Regions from separate parts of the Macaca mulatta genome. Here region 1 is linked to region 2. A link is a contact called in public Hi-C data. All regions are on one chromosome and are shown on one strand. Each heading gives the region's core, a stretch centred on a gene start, on an enhancer-like site or on the middle of the called end of the contact. The rest is flanking DNA. Distances are from core to core; before and after follow the strand shown.

Region 1 (5,663 bases), core at 2,517-5,016, 280 kb before region 2:
AGAAAAACATTAGCTTCCAGAGCCATAATACAGTACTCCTGTTTATAGATTACTGAACTAAAAATTTTGTCCAATGTTACAATGAATCATTGCATCAGCCAAAATGTCTTAACTTGTTCTAAAAGAAATTTAATTTGAAAAGGTTAACAAAAACTTCAGCCTAATCTCTTAGACCACGGAGTCCTCAATGACAGGAGGGGGAAGAACACCCAGGGCATATTTTTAGTCACAATCTATGTCTTACAAAGTTTAAGAAATATTAACTTTACCTAACTTTTTTATAGCGTGAACATGTGACATCACTGTTATAAAACAGCAGTAAATAGCTAAATCATAAATGCTAAATTACTCCTAGTGCCAGTCAAATCTAGACACTGCAGATCAATACCCAACCTCCTCTTTAGCAACACAAACATACAGAGAAACAGTTATTTTACATATTTAAGGAAATGATGCAAATCACTAAGATCTGCCTGACAGTCGATAATAAAACAGCCTATTTAAATACTTATGGGGAAAAAGTAAATGGACACCTAGTAAAATCGGTCAAATTCTCTGTATCAGATCCACTTTCAGATTTATTTCACTACCTCAATAAATATTTATCGAATACCTACAACAAAAGGCAAAGAAACCTGAATGTGAGTTTTTCATCCAAATCTTAGACTGCATTTAAAATAACATGTCTAATCAGTTACCATGTTATCAATCTCTGCATAGACCTTTCACCAATCTTGAATTAGAGAGGAAGATACACTTGAAAGGATCCTTACAAAAATGGATCTAGTTATTTTAACGATTAATTCTTTGCTATACCCTTCTTACATGGTGGCTCTTTATTATGGGAGAGGGTCACTTTACCTTTCTACAGCTAAGAGAAAATATTGGAATTCTGAAAAGGATTGAGGATAAAACGAAAATTAGTTTGTCAAGTAAAAGAGATTCCAAAGCCAATATGGAAATGTTTCTTTTTAAAGGCTTACACTGTTCTCTTCAAGTATCCTCTCTTTGAATGTTCATTACCATTAATCCCTAAATTCAAACGCTAACCATTACTCTGTGCCCAGGCAAAGCTATAGGAAGAAGAATACTGTGAAGAATGAAATGGATCAAGTCCCTACTCTCATGGTACTTACATTTAACTGGTGTTGTATGTCTATTGCAAGGCACCATGCCAGTGCTTTAAGGCATACAAAAGAATATATATCTTGTGGTTGGGGTTTACAATACAATGGAATAAATAATATATAATGGTAACAAGAGGCAGGAAGTAATGTGTGTCATAGAAGGTAAGAGATACGTCTTTTATGCGGTCAGGGGTAAGGGGGAGAACGTAAAAGAGAGCAGAGCAATCATTTTCTTTTTTCGTTTTCTTTCTTTCTTTTTTTTTTTTTATACAGGGTCTAGCTCTGTCACCCAGGCTGGAGTACAGTAGTGTAATCTCGGCTCACTGCAGCCTTCAGGTTCAAGCGATTCTCGTGCCTCAGCCTCCCAAGTAGCTGGGATTGCAGGCGTGTGCCACTACGCCCGGCTACATTTTGTATTTTTAGTAGAGACGGGGTTTCACCATGTTGCCTAGGCTGTTCTCGAACTCCTGACCTCAAGTGATCCGCCTGCCTCGGCTCGGCCTCCCAAAGTGCTGGGATTACAGGCGTAAGCCACCACGCCCGGCCAGAGCAATCATTTTCATGCCCCATATCACATTTTGAAATTAAGTTAGTTTAGTATTGGTTCTTCAGTTGTATTTTGATACCTGGCATATTAGAAACAACAAACTGGTTACATGTGTTCCAATGATTTACTTTAGGACTTCCTCAGATAAGGCAGCTTCACAATTTATTGTCAATGTCAAACAAGGAAATGCAAGTGAAAACACCTAATGCAGTACAGATTAAAAGCACAGATGGGCTCAAATAAGACTATCATTCAGGCTCTGTGTGCTTAAAGTTATTTAATCTGAGTATCAGTTTCCTTACCTAAAACCTGAGGATGAAACTACCCAAGTGGTGTTTCCTCCTATTTGACTAAGGTACCCACTTTTAGAAAGTGCGATATGGGAAGAATATTCTTTGTAAGATGATAATTCACTATCTTTCTCCAGGTTGTCTCTTACGGATAGACTACTGTCCTAAAGGTCAGTGGACCCACTAATTGGTTATCTTATCTAGACCTCAGTTTCCTCCTCCATAAAATGACAGGGTGGGACTGGATGATCTAAATAGTCCCTTCCGGCCCTTAAAAAGTCCCATGACTCCACTATGACTCAAAAATACTATTTCAAGAGTCAGCTTTTAAGAGTAATATGGGCTTGAAGTTAAATGAATGTCTCCCTTTTCTATTTATATAAGTTACTTCTTGTTAAGATATGGTCTTGTTGAGCAAGTCCAAATAGTATTCTAATTACAAAAAAAGAGAGTTCAAAAGTAAATTTACGAGTCAGAGCTTTAAATTGTTAAGTACTCGACATATATTAGATGCCGCCAGCAAAACCAAAATCCAATTAGACGGAATTAATTTTAAAATACTAAAATCACAATCTTCATTTAGTGTCAACTTTCTACCCCGTAAAAATGTGATTTCCCGTTACTGCAACACACAACTGCTTCTATTCATACCAATCAGAAGTTACACGGCCAAAACGTTTTTCTAAACTATTAAAGAAAGTGGGAAGAGGGGGTAAAGCGAAGGGGAAGGAATCCATCTGCTTTAACTTGCAAGAATGATCTTTTCTCCAAAAGACATCAGTGTTTTTCAGAAGAAAACTCCGGAGGGCCCGGTTCATTGGGCGTAGTTTTAAATAAAATTCATGGCGCTGATAGTTTTAGGATTAGACACCCAGAGATGGCGAAAAAGAGAAGAGGACAAACTTCCTGGATTTTCTCTCCCTCTGTAAGATAAAGAGATTTCCTCTTGCTGACGAAGGGAAAGGCCCCTTTAACAGTTTTTCTCTGCACGGTGGCTGCTGCCAGACTAGGTGGGGCTCCCTCCGCTGCCTTCCTCCTGCCACTTCCCGCAACAAATGGAGCAAGCCAGCCCCGTTTCAGGCAAACTTTTTCCCTGTCAGGCTCAAGCCTGCGGGGCGCAGGGGAGTGGTTTCCCCCGAAGGCTCCTCTCCCTAGCTCGGGGCTAGGGGAAGCTGGGTCTTCGCAAAGGACAACTTTATGGTTTCCGTTCTAACTTCCACCCATACCACGGAGGGAACCCAGGCGACAAGCGAGGGGACTCGGGGCGGGGAGCGAGTCTTCGGGGGAGCCGGCGGGGAAAGGAGGGCGGCGGGAGAAGCTGCGGCGGCCGCGGGCTGAAGAGAGCGGGCGGGTGGGGGGGTCCTCGGGCTCTCACTTCCTCCGCCATATTTCAGACATTTGACCCCTTCCGCAAAGCGCGCTGTTCCCCCGCGGCGGCGGCGGCGGCTCCTCCTCGCCGGCCCGCAAGGCAGCGCGCTAGCCGGCCGGGCGCCTGGCCCTCGCGCCACCTGCCGCGCGCCAAGGGGCTGCCGCCGCCGGGGCCCCTGACCGCCGCTCCCGGCCCGCGCCTCGCCGCACCCCACCCGCTCCCCTCAGCCGGCGCCCGGCCCCCGCCCCGCGCGGCCGCCACCGCCGCTTCCCTCAGCGGCCACGCACTCACTCTGCGAACCTCTCACGCTGTCACCGGGTCCCCGCAGCCAGCGTCGCCCCGCGCTCCCTCCGGGTCGCTACTCTCGGCGCCACGGCGATCCTGCCGCTGCCGCCGCCGCTCCGGCTGGTTTACACGCCTGACTCTGGGCGAGGTTTGGCGATGTCGCCTTGACGTCAGGCGTTCAGCCTCGCTCCAGCTTCCGCCCGCGGGCGGGGCGCGCGGGTGCACGGCCCGGGAAGGGGCGGGCCCTAGGGGGCGGGGCGAGGGGGAATCGAGGGGGCCTGGCCGCCGCGCGACGGGTCCTCGGCGCCGGCCTCTCGCCGGCCTGCGGCGCAGCCGGATAGCAGGCCCTGCCCACGGGCCCCTTAGCTGCCTCTGGGCGACCTGAATGCCGAGGTTCTCTCTAGCTGCGCCGCGCCTTCAGGCTCGCTTCCCCAGGATGTCTGGTGGGCGGAATCCGCGCGTCGGTGTTCCTGACCCTGGTAGGTTCCAGTGGAACCCTCCGAAACCCAAAAAGCGCCGCCTCTTAATGCAAACTGTAGTCACCGACTCGTCCAGTCTGTTGGTATTCGCATCGTCCTTTGTGCTGGGCAGTAACCGAGAAGTAACGGAGAGCGCGCAGTTCCTACACCTAGAACTCCCCGAGGGAGCCCGAGCCAGCAAGTCTTTCCATTCTTGAGATGCCTTTTCTCCGGGATTGACAAGTATTTCATCCATTGGTGTCTTAACCCGGGCGAACTCTTTCCAAATTACCCTGCCAAACGCAGTTATCAAAACTATGATTTCCAAATAAGTTTGTACCCTGCACCTAAACCAACGCCATTTATATAACTAAAATAAATTGAGTATTTAAATGCGTGGCCTGGACGCTTTATTCACTTCACAGGATTACGCATAGGCAGGTAGGTTTATTGTGTGACTTCAGGGCACCAGAAAACACTCTCTGTTTCAAAATGCCTCCTTCCAAAAAGGGCGGGAACTTAACACGGGAACTTACCATTTTTACCCTTAGTACAAGAAACTTACCAGAACTTTTTCTTGAAGCAGTTTTGATGGACGAAGAGATTAAGAGAGCAAAGTGCAGGAAAAAGTGGGGCTTGAGGATCATTTAAGACTAATTTTGTTGGTTCATAATTTAATTAGGCCCTGTACAAATTATTCTTGAAATAAATCTTCATAAACGTTGATAAATTTGGAAGATAAATGGAATGTGACTAATTTCACTCCTTTTAAGAATATGTAGTGATTCAAAACTAAGCTAACCTGAGTTAAACGAATAGATGAGAATGAATTATAACAGTTCTCTGTGTTTTATAATGTTTTACAATTTAGGTTAATTGAATATATTACCTACTTCGATAATTTCTATTTCCTTAGGAAAATATTTTTTAAAAAATTATTTACTGTCTGCATTTATTGTGTATACAACATGATCATTTCAAGTAATGTATACATTATGGAATGGTTAAATCTAGCTAATTAACATATTACCTCACAGAGTTACTTTTTATTTATTTCTTTTTTTTTGAGAGTCTTGCTCTGTCACCCAGGCTGGAGTGTAGTGGCATTATCTTGGCTCACTGCAACTTCTGCCTCCCAGGTTCAAGCGATTCTCTTGTCTCAGCCTCCCAAGTAGCTGGGATGATGGGCGCACACCACCACGCCCAGCTACTTTTTAGTAGAGACGGGGTTTTACCGGGTTAGCCAAGATGGTCTCGATCTCCTGACTTCAGATGATGCGCTCGCCTCAGCCCCCCAAAGTGCTGGGATTACAGGTGTGACTCACCGCGCCGGCTGAGTTAGCTTTTTTATTTTATTTTTATTTTAATTTTTTTTTGAGACAGAGTTTCTCTCTTGTTGCCCAGGCTGGAGGGCAGTGGCGTGATCTCGGCTCACCACAACCTCCGCCCCACCGGGTTCAAGCGATTCTCCTGCCTTAGCCTCCGGAGTAGCTGGGATTACAGGCATCTACCACCACGCCTGGCTAATTTTGTATTTTTAGTAGAGATGGGGTTTCTCCGTGTTGGTCAGGCTGGTCTGGAACTCCT
Region 2 (5,663 bases), core at 1,366-3,865:
TAACATATCCATGCAGAATCAGAAGGCCCAAAGGAGCAGAACAGTCTGCGCTACTCTTTGGATTTGGATGAACCGTAATCTGTTTGACTAGTTCTCTCTAAATTGTAACTTTTGTAACTAGAAACAGTACATTAAACAACCTTAAATGAATACTTTTTTCACATACATGTGAGTCTATCTGTAAGATAAATTTAAAGAACAGGGACTCCTGGATCAAATTGCCAAAATGCCCTTCATAGAGGTTGTGCAAATTCAGTCTCTCACAAGCAATAGACAGAAATCTATTCATATGAGAAACAGAGAAATCAACGAAGGGAAGAGTGAGCCAGGTGTCATACCATTGTCCCAGTAAGAGGGCCTTAGCTAGTGGAAAGGAGAAGCACAGCATGAGATCTGTCACTTGAGGAATTACCCTTTGGCTTAGACTCCATGGACTTCATTTTGAGCCCTTTGGCGATGAGAAAGGCTAAAATACAAATGAAAAGAAGGTTCTCTAAGATATAGTGTTACTCACTTCAAAGAGGGTAACGTAAAAAGGAGAGGTGCTTTGCCAGAGATTACCACCAATGCCAGGCAATTTGAGGAGTGGCTGTGCCCAGTTGCTATGCCCAGACTCAGTACCAAGCTAAAGTGACTGTGATAGCCAGCAGCAAGAGTGACACCTACAGATGCATGGTTATTGGAACAAGCAGCAGTGCTGCCCAGCATATGCTATGTGGTTGCTGCCAGCACATGTGTAACACCTCCTAGGGACTCCCCAAAAAATGGATGGAACTTTGTAGGGTACTGGGTACTGTTTCCTGTAGTAGCAGACAAGATAAGAGCTGGTAAAACAGGCTACAAAACTCATTTACTAAGGTTGTCACTTTTTTTTTCTTCCATTTCTATATCTTTTCCTCTTAAACTTGGGGAGGCTTTTGTTTAACAACAGTAAAGTAAAATCTTCTTCCTTAAGTCTTTATGATACTTCTCCAGCAAGCCTGGGATGTGACTGAGTTATTTTTACCATCTGCTGTTTGGTTTTCTGTCATTTACTCCCTGTTCAGCAGAGCTCTTCTGCAGTGATAACTGCCCTTGTTTTGCAGACAGGCTACATTCTACACACTTGCTCTTGCTGATTTCACCTTAGCATTTTGTGGTAACAAAGCTGTGTGCACAACCAGAGTTGTGCCTTTCTTACTCTATAAGATGGGCTGCCTTCCTGCAGATGACTTTTGTTTTATGATCCACTGTGTCTTGTTTGTGCCATTCTTAATTTACACGACAGAGATGCTGTCATCACCAATTAACATTAATCAAGGGCCCCCTGGATGCATGGCTGCATTGGGACTAATTTAATATGCTCTTTGTTCCAGATATCAGGTGGCTTCTTCAAATGCATTTTTAAGTATCTCAGTGATGATGAAGAAGAACGGATACATCAATCAGGATTCAGGAAGACAGCTTTTGCAGAAAATGCTTAAAGGGAAGCATCAAGCATTGGTGTTGATATTTGAAAGTTTAAGAGAGGTATACTTTTATTCAGTCAACACATGACAAATGTAAAAGGCACTCATTTGTTGTTCCTGGAACAAGCTTGGCAGCATTCCATTTAGACATCTGCCCTTTCATCGTCCAACTTTTTACTTATTTCAGTCCTTTCAGTCTGAATATTTCCTCCTGAGGCATTTTTCTGCCCTCAGAAATGACTCCCTGCTCCCAGTTCCTGTAGCCTTTATCATACACACCTTTCACTTCGAAATTTAGCACGTCACATTACACCATTATTGAATAAATATATATCCTTCCCAAGTGTATCAGAGAACTATCTGGACAATTTGTTTCTTTCCCAATTCTCAGAATCAGCAGTGTTCTGTCAAGAAATATTTATCGACGATGATGGCAATAGTCGATTAAAATAAGATGAAGTTTCATTTTTAAAAAAAGGTTGAGAGGAGAGACAAGGCTGAAGGTTTGGAAGTTGAGACTCACAAGCATCTTTAATAAACGTTTTCTCATCTAAGCGCTGTATGTACATCATTTAGGGGAGGGTAGAGATTGAGGGAGGAAGAACATCACTGGAGGAAGAGACAGCAGTTTTCGAGTTTCAATAAAGCTTCAAAAATCCTGCCTAAGCTATATTTATTTTTTGGCCTTTCCCCTTTGATGTGACAATAAACTGTAATGCGGCTGTCAGTTGTACGAACCGGTATTCAGCAGAATAGATCTGAACACTTCCCTTTCAGAAAAAGAAGCGTTCGGTTCTGTCATAGATTTTAGAATGAAGAACACACTGGGCCAGCGAGGCTGGCGGCTGGCGAATTCCACCAGCAAGTAGACGCATTGCTGCGCTGGAGCCCGCGAACCAGGGACCGGTCCACCCAACCCAGGAAGGCATCCCCGGGGTCCCGCCCAGCCCGGTTCCGGGAGCCTTATTGGCCGGCCTTCCGCCCGCCATCTCTATCAGCCCCCGGGATTTGGCGCAAGCGGTAGGCGGCTCCCTTTCGGTCACTCATTGGTCAAATCCTAATGGAGGTAAGGCACTCTACGAGTTTCTATTGGTCCCTAGGCTCCAAAATGGGCGGGGAAAAACAGAGCGACAGGGCTCTAGGAGGGAAGCGCGGAGTGCGCCGGCGCGTAGTCGGGGACGCCGTGCCGAGGGTTTGCTAGGGAACAGACTGTTACCGCCCCGCCCCCTCGGAGCTTTTTGTCCCGTTAACTGTCGGAGTGGCGGGGGCTCCGGCGCCGGGCGACATGCCGGTGCGCTTCAAGGTGAGGCTGGGGTCCCCGGGCCGGAAGGTGGCTGGGGGGAGCCACGGCTGGGGAGGTGCGGAGCGTCGAGGTCACGCTGCTTTTCAGCTCTGCAGCCCTCGGCCCGGCAGAAGCTGCCAGCCCCAGGGCCTGCCTGAGGGGCCCCAGAATCTGTCCGCCACTTCTTACCTAGTTCTCTCTCCGCTCACTCACATTTGCAAGTTGCCGTGTGCCGAAGAGTCAGATGATGCGAGACAGATTTACTTAAGGGGACTCGAGAGGAGTGTAGATGGGAGGAGGCCACTTTGTGAAGAGAACTAAAGGCGACTTACGTTTGGGACACCTGTGGGCCATTTAGCTTAGCATTTAACCCCCATTACCTTTAAAACTTTAGTGTATGTGGCTTTTAAAGGCTTGAGAAATGGGTTCTTAGTAAAGATAGGGTATAAAGAAATACACATTTTTCATCGTTGTGCATTCTTAGGGTATGTTAAAAGTTCCAGGTAGCTGGTAGCTGTCAGGGACTAGCACCCTGCAACTTAACAGGTGGCCACAGCGTCCCACACCTCCTGACTCATTTATCTTAAAGGCGTGTATTCAGAATGGAAGGGGAGTTTGCCTTTTGTTGACTTTACCAAATAGCAAAAGGTCCTAGGCATAATACATAATATTGTGTACTCGGTGAAAACCTGGGATAAATCTAGTGGAGTGATCAGAATTTAGATTGTCACTAGTTATCCGACAAGAACGCATGCTTTGGAATCAGATAATCAGTGAAAGGGTAACCTCTGAGCCTGGTATTCCTGGTAGCATCTGCCCCAAGTGGTGTTGAGGCTTAAAGGATGTAACTCGTGTGAACTGCTTAGCACAGGGCTGGGTGAATATTAGCTCTTATTAAGGAGCTCGTCTGTGTTTAATTTTCAGTCTTAAGTCTCTTTGGAGGTTCAGAAATTATTTTTCACTGATGTCTGCTTTAAAACATCATTCATTAATTCCCCTGTACTCAAAGTGTACTTTCTTTACAGGGGCTGAGTGAATACCAGAGGAACTTCCTGTGGAAAAAGTCTTATTTGTCAGAGTCTTGTAATTCCTCCGTGGTGCGAAAGTACCCATGGGCTGGACTTAGATCAGATCAATTAGGTAAGTTGAGCAAGCTAATAGCCATTCTAACCTGGGCTAAGTTTATAACTTGGGCTAAGCCATTATAACTTGGGCTAAGTAAACCTTGGGCTAAGTTTGCCAAATGATATATTAAAAGTTCAGTTGGCCTGGTTGATTTATTCATTTATTAATCAAATATTTATTGAAGGTTTACTATGAGCCAGGACTATTCCCAGCAGCTAGTGTGGCCAGCCAGGTTTCGCTAATGGAGGCCTCCATCACAACTGTTTCAGTACTGACTGAGTGGTAAAGTTAAATATTAAAAGCTAAGAAAAGCCAGTGCCCTTACACAGAGGCTGGGGAGTAACAAAAGCCCATCAAGAGTTTTGCCTAGGCCTTTCCTGGGCCGTAAAGCATGACAAAATAAGGAATTCTTAACAGGATCCATTTAGGATTAAACAAGTTTTAATGGGGGTCTGCAGAAACTCCCCAGGCCTCCACAAACAAATTTATTGGCGGTCTGAAGGAACTCCTCGAACCTCCGTGATTCAGCAGGAGACAAGATAAGGGTAATCAGCCCAGCACCTAGACGCATTTAGATAAAGTAAGTTTACTGATGCTCCAGAAGAAGGTCTTCAGGACTCAGACCTTACTTATAGATTGAAAGAAGTTAATCACTTACATCCTTAGATGAATGCACACTTACACGTGGACGTATAGCTTAGAAGGTATATCAGCTCTGAAAAACTTTGTAATTTGGGGTTGGTCTGGTGATAATTTCCAGGCCTTCTCCCCGTAAGTGGTTATAGAAATAAAAACTTTCTTTCTCCCTAGTTCATCTGCATCTCGTTATTGGCAGAGAGAAATATCAGCCCGACCCTCAGTTTGGTCTGGGAACACTAGGGATATAGCCCTGAACCAAAGTACCTTAACTGTGGAGAGAAACAGTAAGCAAGTCACTCAATAAATAAGGGAATTTCAGGTTTTTATGTAAAATTGTAGGGAAGTGTGATAGATAACATGCAGGAGGGGTAGACTGGAGGGAAAACGCTTTAGATTAGATGGTTGGGAAAGGCTCATTTTGAGGAGGTGATATTTGAGCTGAGACCTGAAATCTGAGGGGAAAGTGCTGGGGAAGAGTGCTCCCAAGGTCTTGAGAAATGGAAGCTTAGGGAGATTAGGTCGCTGCCCCAGCTTTACAGCTAGTAAGTGGCAGAACCATGATTTGAAATCAAGTCTGTTTTGTGCAAAGCACGCGATTTCAGAGGTCATGTTCTTGTTATCACACATGCCTCCTCCCTGTGTCCCGGGGAAGTCAGGTTCCTGGGCCAGGGTTTCCCAGAGGGTGACAGAACAGAAAGGAGACAGACTGACTTCATTATACCTGCTTGTTTAATTCTTCCTTACTAGTATATTACATCTCTGAGAGTAGGGCTCTGTCTTATCCACCACCTTGTTCCTACGCGGTACCTAATACAGGCCTTGGAACAATCTATTGCTTCTTGAAACTAATTTTTGAATGAATGAATAAGCCGAAATTTGAATCCACAATAGCTGTTGGGCAAATTGAGCTAGTTTCACCAAGTGAGATTTTAGGAAGCCTGTTACATAGGATTGCTGGGAGGGTTTAAATGAGATGTTGCCTATTAAGGGCCTGGTTCATGTACACAGATCAGTGCTTGGTGCCCCACATGTGATGTGTGCGAGCATGGCAGATAAGTCACATAAATGTTAGATGTTTGAAGCCAGGAAAAGACTTATGGGTAGGGTACCAAGCCTGGGAAGTTAGTAAGATGAGGAGGTATTTTCAGAATTAGGTTTGGAGTACAAAG

The links. Hi-C and Micro-C count contacts between places; a contact is called where the count stands out from the background.
Region 1: a Hi-C map of fetal cortex germinal zone shows a contact between it and region 2, with 2.3 times the contacts expected there. The contact joins the promoter of RAP1B here to the promoter of MDM1 in region 2. A contact is called at or near these places in 2 of 14 Hi-C or Micro-C datasets (fetal cortex germinal zone and fetal cortical plate).

Annotation. Positions count from the first base shown.
Region 1 is chr11:75,730,212-75,735,874 of T2T-MMU8v2.0, reverse strand. It overlaps RAP1B (RAP1B, member of RAS oncogene family), which reads right to left and starts at 3,766. Exons shown (of 8, transcript NM_001198678.1): 1 at 3,634-3,766.
Region 2 is chr11:75,449,232-75,454,894 of T2T-MMU8v2.0, reverse strand. It overlaps MDM1 (Mdm1 nuclear protein), which reads left to right and starts at 2,615. Exons shown (of 12, transcript XM_077954695.1): 1 at 2,615-2,751; 2 at 3,756-3,870. The coding sequence starts at 2,734.